2 separate regions of the Gossypium hirsutum genome follow, and region 2 is linked to region 1. A link is a contact called in public Hi-C data. All regions are on one chromosome and are shown on one strand. Each heading gives the region's core, a stretch centred on a gene start, on an enhancer-like site or on the middle of the called end of the contact. The rest is flanking DNA. Distances are from core to core; before and after follow the strand shown.

What was found. Hi-C and Micro-C count contacts between places; a contact is called where the count stands out from the background.
Region 2: a Hi-C map of leaf shows a contact between it and region 1, with 1.7 times the contacts expected there. The contact joins the enhancer-like site here to the promoter of LOC107889572 in region 1. A contact is called at or near these places in 3 of 34 Hi-C or Micro-C datasets (callus, fibers and leaf).

Annotation. Positions count from the first base shown.
Region 1 is chrA09:72,940,040-72,945,185 of Gossypium_hirsutum_v2.1, reverse strand. LOC107889572 (protein PSK SIMULATOR 1) reads left to right here and starts at 3,589. Exons shown (of 2, transcript XM_016814047.2): 1 at 3,589-4,030; 2 at 4,262-5,146. The coding sequence starts at 4,325.
Region 2 is chrA09:73,049,146-73,054,657 of Gossypium_hirsutum_v2.1, reverse strand. It overlaps LOC107889568 (protein ROS1A), which reads right to left. Exons shown (of 21, transcript XM_016814044.2): 21 at 3,238-3,579. The coding sequence ends at 3,455. Among protein-coding and RNA genes, the nearest start is that of LOC107889567, 9.8 kb to the left of the region's middle. Within about 2 kb of position 1,962, at least 3 of the 9 cell types and tissues checked have an H3K27ac peak or open chromatin away from gene starts, as enhancers often do. A contact at or near this core is called in fibers and leaf, where this site is marked.

The DNA of each region.
Region 1 (5,146 bases), core at 2,340-4,839:
GTATCTTATTTTTTAAAATATATTATTTTCGTATTTTATTTCTTTATATTATTTTAGTACATAATGTTTCAAATGCATTATTTAAGTGTTTTTTATATTTTTTAATAAATAACCCTGATTTTAGCACTTTATTCGTATTTTTTATTTTCGTATATTATTTTTAAAATATATTATTTTCGTATTTTATTTTTATATTATTTTAGCAAGAAATGTTTCAAATGTATTACTTAAGTGTTTTTTATATTAATTTAATAAATAATACTGATTTTGGCACTTTCTTCGTATTTTTTTATTTTTGTATCTTATTTTTTAAAATATATTATTTTCGTATTTTATTTCTTTATATTATTTTAGTACATAATGTTTCAAATGCATTATTTAAGTGTTTTTTATATTTTTTAATAAATAACCCAGATTTTAGCACTTTATTCGTATTTTTTATTTTCGTATATTATTTTTAAAATATATTATTTTTGTATTTTATTTTTATATTATTTTAGCAAGAAATGTTTCAAATGTATTACTTAAGTGTTTTTTATATTAATTTAATAAATAATACTGATTTTGGCACTTTCTTCGTATTTTTTTTTATTTTTGTATCTTATTTTTTAAAATATATTATTTTCGTATTTTATTTCTTTATATTATTTTAGTACATAATGTTTCAAATGTATTATATAAGTGTTTTTATATTTTTTAATAAATAACCCTGATTTTAGCACTTTATTCGTATTTTTTTTCGTATATTATTTTTAAAATATATTATTTTCGTATTTTTTAATATGATTTTAGCAAAAAATGTTTCAAATGTATTATTTAAGTTTTTTATATTAATTTAATAAATAACCCTGACTTTGGCACATTGTTCGTATTTTTTTATTTTCGGATTTTATTTTTTAAAATATACTATTTTTATATTTTATTTTTTATATTATTTTAGCAAAAAACTCGTCAGCACCACTTTTCCCAAAAAAAGTTTTTTTTTGTATTTTATTTTTTCATTAATATATTTTTTAGTATTTTATTTTTTATACTATTTTTTGTAAAAGGTTTAAAACCCCCATCACATAAAAAATAAAAAAAATTAAAATAATCAGAATATAATAAGTCAAATAAATTTAAAAAATATATTTAATCAACTTAAAACACACTTAACAAATAAATTACATAAAATAATAACAATAAAACATTCTTTGCACATAACATGCGTATTACTTCAATGAAAATATAAAATAAATACGAACATACCTTAATATCTATTCTTAACCAAATAACACATTGCAAAGAAATAAAAATGAAAATTATATCTGATTTAGATCCAAATCAATCAACAACAATAATAATAGTAACTAAATAAATAACTTAAACTAACATTAATTACTCAAATTTATAAAAAAAAAATTACCTTTTTTTTTCCTTCTTTTTCCTTCCCTCTTCTTCTCCTTCTCTTTTTCTTTTTTCTTCTCTTAACTGCCGGCCTCCTTCTCCTTCTCCTCCCCTTCTTTTTCTTTCTTCTTCTTCTCTTCTTTCCTTATTCTCCTTCTTTTCCTTTTCTTCTTCTCCTTCTTTGCTCCCGAAACTCAAGCCTTGGGGACCATATATTATGGTCCCCCAAACAAAAAAACAAAACCCCTCTGCATGAGGGGTCAAATCGGCCTAAAAAGTCACCTGGGCACCAATGTCGCCTCTGGCACCCACATGACCTTTTTTTTATTTTTATTTTTCGTTTTCAGCTTTTTTTTTTGTTTTTAGTGTTTTTTTTCACTGTTGGCCGTCAAAAGTCAGGGTGGTGCCGCCTGTCAGAGTGGCGTGACCACCCTGAGCATACCATTTCGGTAATTAATTTTTTAGGTGTATTATTTTGAAATTTTTTAATTTTTTTATACTTCTTTAGTAAAAAAACCCCACACATGACGATGTCATTAAACAAAGCAATTAGATGAATTACTTTCATAAAGAGTATACAATAAGGAGTTTTCAATAATGGTACTTCTTGTGGACTGACTCACTGATTAAGTAATTACGAGTTATTGGAATGATACTTCTAGACATAATTGTAATTACTAGAGCCTAATAGTATATGTCTAATTGGTTCTTCTGCTAGCTCAACAAAAACTCGATTGGATTGCATTTGAATCATAAGAAAATTCTACGACTTTGGAAATATTTTAATTTAGTTTATTTATTCAATGTGGAGTTAAATTAGGTGGTCGTAAGAATTGTTCAACTATAGAATTTGATTAAAAAATTTTCTTGAAAAATTAATTTGAAAATTTTAAGTGATTTTTAAAAAAAATTAATTTGATAAAGTTAAATTAAAATTAATACAATTTTTTTAGAAATTAATTTTCAAGTTGGACAATTGGCCCAATAGGTAATTGAACTTGAAAATTGGACCTAAGATTGTAAATTGGGTCAAAGAGCTCAAAAACGAGACTAAGACACAAAAATTGGTCGAACCGAGCCCTGTATGTAAAACTGGGCCAATGGTCCAATCGGTGGCTAGACCAGACCGGTCGAGTTGTCACTGACCTGAACCGAACTGGTAGCAGTCGAACCAGCTCAGGCTGTTGTAAGGGTGTTGCACTTACATCACCAGATAAGGCGGTGTCGACGGCTACGATGACGACGTTCTAATGGTTGGTGACAGTTGGTCTTCGGTGATTGAGCAGTGAAAGAGTTACACTCCTACTGAGACTCTAACAGAGAATTTGATTTTAAATTAACTATTTCAAAAATAATATTATTTTAATAGTTTAATATTAAATTAAATTTAATATTTACATTGTTTAAATTAATGTGATTAAGTTTAATTATTGTTAAACTCTCTAAACTCTCCTTATATAAAGAGAATATTACATTTAAAGAAATGATGAAATTAGTTGACTGTTAATTTTTGTAAATTTTGTTTTATTTGAAGCGAGCTCACACTTGACATAGTGAAGAAGACTACCTGGTTAAAGTGCTCATCCTAGACCAATCGAAATGTACAATTTTAATATATTTATTCCTTTAAATGTGTACAGTTAAATCAAAATTAAAATTTCATTTATATATTAAAATTAAAATTAAAATTCATTTATGCGATTGTATCAAATCAAAGTTCTTGTAATAAATTGTATATTAAATCAACGTGTAGATTTGACATGTTTTAATTTAAAAATTTATTCAAATATAAGTTAAAAGTGAAAAAGGGTAAAAGAAAAAAAAATTTGGCCAACAGGTTAAAAGACTTGTTTAGATACATAAGAGAAGGGAAAAATGCAAGGAGTCCTTTTATAGTTTTAGCCGAAACATACAAGTGGGAAACTGGAACTCTCCCTTTCATAATCATTTGGGTCACCAACTCTACGAACCTCTTATCAAATTAAAATTGATGTAAAATATTACAAATTAATTTTGTGATAGTTTATTTATATTTTAAATATGAATAAATATTTAAAATTAGATTATATCATAAAACCAACCAACGTGAAACTGAAATCTGCCAGAAATAAAATTCAAATTTAGTAAATAGAGTATAATGATGGAACAGTCAGGGTCACATTTGCTTAAAGTTTATATACATTATTAAAAATCGTATACGTTGGAGTTGATCAAAACAGATTTGATCCATTTCCAATGCTTATGAAAAAGCATATACTCTTAAAAATGTTCACTCGAGATTAACGTAAAACAAGGCATAAAACCAAAGCAAAATGAAAGGATCCTTCAAAACAACAGCTTTGAACGTGAACATTTAGTTTGAGTGCGTGCATCTTCCTTGATATCCACCAGAATAAACCCAAAACTCTCCGCACTTTGGTTTCCATTTTTAACTTCGGTTTGACCGATTTCGAGTTTTTCCCTCTTTTTGTCTCTTCCTCTATCTTTTTCACGTTTATAAGCATGCCCTCTTCTTCTTCTTCCTTCTGCTCCTTATTGGTCCCTGCTTTTCCCTGTTGAAAACCCAACCAAGTCCTTCTTCAGTTCACTGTTGATGCTTCGTGGAGATGTAATTTTTTGTCTATTATTATGTTTTTTTACCCCTGTAAGTTTATTTCTTGTCATCTGACTGCAATTTTTTTTTAAATTGTTGTTCTATTTGCTCTTATAAATTATGGGTTTCTGTTATTAATGAGTTTTGAGTTTCTACTTCCTATAAAGGGTCTAACTTGGCAAATTGTATTTCATGTTATATATATATATACATATATGAGTTGTTTCAACTGTAGTTGAAATAATTGTGTAATCTGTGCCATTGTTTTATTGTCCCACACAGGGACTACGACATTTTTTGGAATTGGGAATCTTTGATTAGTGCTTAAACCTGAAGTTTTATTGGATGAGGGGAGGCGAGATGGTGGCTGAGTCGTGGTTTGGTGGTTCACGGTTGAATTCAAGGAACAATAGTAATTTGGATATAACTGGCAAGATGCTTGGAATCTTAGTATTCGAAGTTGCTAGTTTGATGTCTAAGGTGGTGAATTTATGGCATTCTTTGGATGATACGGAGATCTTCAAGTTGAGGAAAGAAATGGCTAACTCACTTGGTCTTCGAAGGCTTGTGTCCAACGATGAAAATTACCTTATGGATCTTGCTTTGAACGAGATAATTGAGAATTTTGGCATTCTGGCAACATCTGTGGCCAGGCTTGGGAAGAAATGCAATAACCCCGTATATCACCGTTTCGAATATTTCATAAGAGATCCGATTTTGAACAGTTTTGAGTGGCTCGGGTGGGAATATTGCTTGAAGAAGATGGAGAGGAAAGTACAGAAGATGGAGAGATTCGTTTTGGTTACGATGCGGTTGACTCGAGAGTTGGAAGTGCTGGCAGAACATGAGCGGACTCTTAGAAGGATTCGGAGAAACTCGGAGGGGGATGGGATGAAAACAGTCGAGTGGCAAAAGAAGGTAATTTTGCAGCGCCAGGAAGTGAAAAATCTACGTGACATGTCTCCGTGGGTTCGGACATATGATTATGTTGTCCGGATTTTGTTGAGATCACTTTTGACAATACTTGAGAAGATAAAATATGTGTTTAGAACCCACCAAATGGTATCTGTTAGTAGTGCCTCTGTTCCCCCCTGCAATTCGTTTTCCACTCTAATGTCTTCCGTACATCCTTCTGATAATAATCTATGCGGTTTCAACTCTGAACCT
Region 2 (5,512 bases), core at 713-3,212, 110 kb before region 1:
TACCATGCCAACAACAAAAAAAAGTTTAGAATTAACTTGGACAATTATTGGTTTAGGTTCATTTCGAACTTAATTTTTTTAAAATAATAAAAAAAACTTATTAAAAATTATAAATTTGCAAAACATCATTAAAATTTATAAAAATTTTAAATAAAATTCAAAAAGTTCAAAAAAAAATGTTATACATCATTTAAATGTTTAAGTCTAAAATAAAATTGGACATACCAGTGTTTAGATTCATTTTATATCTAAACAACTATATGTCCATATTCATTCTAGATGATTTTTCTAAATTATATAAATTTATTTTTAATTTAATAAATTTTAATTATTTACTTTATAAAAATATTTATTGATTTTTTATTTAAAAATTATTTTAAATTTAATGATATTAAAGTTCTTTCAATTTGTTTTTTTAAGTAAATAAAAAACATTATTAATATACTAAATTGAAATCTCACCTAATTTATTTATTTTAATAAATTATAATAACTATTAGCTGTTGATAGTTACATACTTACATCTAGTGCTATACATTAATATACTTGATTGAAATCTTCATAGAATTAGTTTATTTAAATTGTAATAACTATTAGCTATGATTAGTTACACTTAATGCACATGTAAAAAAAGAAAAGAAAAGGATATATTCACACGTTTTTTAAACTTTATCAGTATAATTAATAAAATTAAAAATATTTGTTTGTCTTTCTAAATTATTATTTTTTATTTTATATAGCTTAAAAATTACCGATAAAATTAAATTATTGATGGAAATCTCATACTTTAAAGAAAATATTTTTGATCTTTATTTTTAAACTTTATATAATTTATAAAAGTTATCTTGAATTCAGTCTAAACAACCACATGTCCAGAATTCATTTCAGCTTAAACTTTTAAATGATTTTTTTGATAATTTTTATGTTTTTAAAATTTAATATTTTTTAAAATTTGAACAATGTTTAAAAATTTATAATTTTAATGGACAAATGATTGTTCAAGAACTTGGACAATCGTTCTTGGACATCCATTTGTCAAGTTTCATTTTGAATATAAAAATTTTAAATAATTTTAAATAAATTTTTTTCGACATAGACCATCATGTCCGCGTCATTAATGGCCACGTCAATGATGTAATGGTCAAAACGAAAAATATTGGTTAAGGAACTTAATTGATATGATTTGAGAGTTTAGGTATTTAATTAAGTGCGTTTTTTTGCGAATAAGCTTAATTGATTTTTTTACCAAAGTTTGAAAACTCTTAAGTTTTTTTTAAACAATATATATTTGTGTTATTCAATTTTTAAAAAATGAAAAATAAAAAATAAAAAATTTTAAAAAAAGAAAAAGAAAATATAAATATAAATAAAAAATATTTTTAGAAATTAAATGGAACCCAAATTTTCGAAGTATAAAATATTTTCTTTTCAAATCTTGTACTATTAAGGAAAAATATATATTCAAACTTTGGAGACGATATTGTTGGGAGCAACCATATATCCCCGAAAAAATTAATCTTCATTAGTCATAAAACACAAACATGAAAAATACCTCAATTATAATTATTTTTCATTCAATACGTTAATATTTGATATATTATTATCATATTGGACCATCGGAGAAATCACATAATATTTATGATAAAATATTTATTTCATATCAATGCCAAATTTGATTACTTAAATAACAAGTAGTATCGTACTGATAAAAAAAAAACTAACTCGCAAGTAAAGCACCATGCATAAATATATTTCAAAGACACAAACATACATGTTAATCTTTCAGATATTGAATAAAGAAAATCTGGAAAATACTTAAAAAGAAAAAAATGAAAACCTGGAAAATATTCCAGGCCTAAATGTTTAAGTATTTAACAGAACAAATGCCCTCTAAAGCTTGGATCAATAAGCCAGTGAAATACAGGCCGCTAAGTCCGATCAGGAGCCCAGCGCCAGCCGAGCATCACAGGGGCTGAAAAAACGAAGGGGCCTTCAAATTTAAGGAGGGAAAGGAGCCGAGAAAGAGAAAAAAGGCGGCAAATTCTCCAACACTACCCTGTCATCTTTCTCAAACTAAATCATCTGCTGCTTCATCATTTTCTTTCATTATCCTACAAATTCAAAAAGAGGTTCGTTTCTCGATCCAGATCGTCCATTTGAATGTTTATCTTTCGTTTAAAATTGTCTAGTGTTTAAATAAAGTCGAGCTTTTTATTCCTGATATTTTCATGTGCCCTTAGATCTGCTGTTTCGATTAAAGAAAAATGAAACGCGGTTCGCTTTTTTTTCTTTCCATTCAAACTGTTATCCGGTGCAGCTTTCCTGCGCTTTTATCTCATTTCTCCCCCAGGTTTGCTACTGTTTAATTTAGCTATTTTGGGGAAAGAAGCATTTAACAATTATGATGAATTTTTCGATCTTGTCTATATTTTTTTCTGTAAAGAGCTTAAAGCGTTGATTCGTTCAGTATTTCTTTCCACGATTCAATATTGAGACATATAATTCTATGCTATTCGGTTTCTTGAGATAGAACGCATAACTGCTTGGATTTTTGCCGAACTTGAGCAAGGTAATTGGTAACGTTGAAACTCTAGAATATGAATTGGCATTTGAGATCATTACGCAATTGGAGTGTAATCGTTTTTTTTTCTGAGTTCTATCCGACATTCAGTTATTTTGGCCAAACTTGTTATATGCTATTTTAGAAATGTTGTATGTGTTGAATTTAAACCTCAAGCCTGATAGATGCTACTTTATTAAAAATAGTTGTATGAACTAGAAGTTACTTTATCAAAAACAGTTAGACTAATTCAGTCGAATTTTTGAATACTGTACGCTGATATTTTTTTGATAAAGATAATAATATGAACTAATTGAGCTAAACTTAAAACCCTAAATTCTGATACGCAGTTTCCTAGATTCCTTAGTTGTTTGCCAATCCGTCTCAACTGTAATTTCTGGGTGACATTCCCATATTAACAAGTTCTCATAATTTTTTCTGAGTTTATACTTCATCACTGTCTTTCCCAGATCACAAACTGGACCACCTTTTCATTCTGAACATTCCCGTAAGCTTCACTCGTTTTTCCTTTAATTGTTTATCAATTGTTAAGGGATAAAAGCATTTATGTCCGTGTGCACATTTAGAGGCTTGACGATGGCCTTGGCCGTATATTATTTTCATTGTAGGAAAAGTTTGGTCAATTAGCATTAGGCAGCGTTTGTTGAAGCTGATCTCTGAAGAATTGCTCAAAGTTTGAGCATGAAACTAAGTAATTAGAACCTTCTTAAACAGTATTAGCACTACATGGCTTTGTGATTATGAGTTATACAAAGATTTTCACATTTTCCTACAAACCACGTCAGTATTGTAAAATGCAATTCCACTCTCGTTTATCGTACATTGTTATTTTGTCAACTTTTAGTTGTTTGGACCCTTATGAAAGTTCCATCATTTACTCATATTCTGCTGCACCCTTTCCTTTTCCTCTGGTCAACTTGCTGGCTGGGAAATGCAGTCTGGCCATTAGAGGACGGGGTGCTCGTGATTTCTGGTCAAATCCCCTCACACAAACAAATCCTGCAATTTGTTGTCAAACGGTAAGAAAATTCTTGAAATGACTATACATCCGCACATCATTTAGGTATTGGAATGACTAGGTACAACTACCAAAAATGAAAGAGTTTTGACAATGACCTATTTTCCTGTCTGGCTGTACAAAATTCAGAATAAAATGTGCAGAAAAGGGAAAGTGTTCTACTGTTGAGGGCTGTGTTTGAGATTGTATTGGTAATGCTTGTAGTTTGGGTTAGTAAAAGCATTTTAAATTTATGCTGAGAGCGTGCTAATGCTATAGTTTTTCAGTACCTAGTTACATTTGGGCCGGCAGTGGGAGTCATTGTCACCAAGAATTCAGAGGAAGCCTTCAAGGAATGATTAGGGCTCCAAGAATTATTCCAAGATAGAAGTGGATGAGCCAATTTGGGCATTCATGATAGCATAAATGATTTTAGATTAACTATCCATTTTTAATTGTTTAGCTTAGTTATGAGTCGGTAGATTAGTGATGTCCTTGTTAAATGTTAGACTATGAGTTGGTAGATAGTGAGAAATATCAAATATGTTAAGGGCTTAATTCTTATTTGAGGATAAGATTAAGGGCTAAAATGTTCTCGAAAGGAATAGCTTTTGGGCTCCAAGTGTTATTTCAAGATTGAAGTGGAAGAGCCAATAGCGTAAATGATTTAAGGTTAACTACTTTCCATTGTTAACTATTAAGCTAAGTTGTGAGTTGGTATATCAGAGATGCCATTGTTAACTGTTAAGCTACGAGTTAAAATATCAACAATGTAAAGGGTTTAATTTCTTCTTTGAGGAGTACAAAGGTTACTATATTCATGAAAGGTGTAGCTCATGGTTGAAGCAAAATTAACAAGGTTGATTGGTCTGATTACCAATTTGATCTTAATTTGAGTCCAGAAATTGGAATGGAAGCCTTAAAAATGATGATTAAGACTCCAAGAATTATTTCAAGATAGGTAGAAGTGGATGAACCATTTACGACATTCATGACAGCAAAAACGATTTTCGGTGAACTACCTTATATTGTTAATTGTTAAGCTAAGTTATGAGTTGATAGATTAGAGGATGTCATTATTAAGCTACGAGTTGGTTGATCGCGTGAAACATCAAATATGTAAAGCGCTTAATTTCTTATTTGAAGATGACGAAGGTTACACAATGTTTAATAGGCTCCAAGCATTATTTCAAGGTAAAAGTGTATGAGCAAGTTAGGTCATTATCGATAGCACAAAAGATTTTAGATTAACTACTTCACATTGTTAAATGTAAAGCTAAGTTGTGAGTTGGAAAATTGTGGGAAGTATAAAATATTTATAGGGCTTAATTTCTTCTTTGTAAAGGATGAAGGCTACAATTTTCTTGAAAGGTGTAGCTTGTGGTTGATGCAATATTAACAAGGTTGATTGGTTTAATGTGAATTCTTATCTTTCACTCGAATTCTGGGGCTAATTTCTTATTTGAGGATGATAAAGGCAGCAAAGTTCTTATTTGAACTAGTTCAATACTCCCATGATTTGTTTAGTCCCTTTTGTTCTTTAGAGATTTTTATTTGGATAATAGATAATGACCTTACGTTTGGAGTGTGGAGATCTTGTAAGCTTAACTACAACAATTGCTTTGGCTGGGGTATTGACTACGACTTACTTGTGGTTTGCATGATAGTTTGTGTATCTAGATTTTAGTAGGCAGTGAGTGATTCAATTGTCGATAAATCCTTGGGCAATGGGGGCTTGATTTGTTAGAATTAGTGAAAATTTTTCTTTGGGAATTGTAATAAATTAAAATATACGCACATGGACAAGTTTTATGTTTTATCAAACATCTCTAATCCCAACTATTGATTTCATGAGCCATCCATGGCCTTTAATTTCATCTCAAGTAAAATAACTTAATAATTTAATAGTTAAAAATTTTATATTAAATATTTATT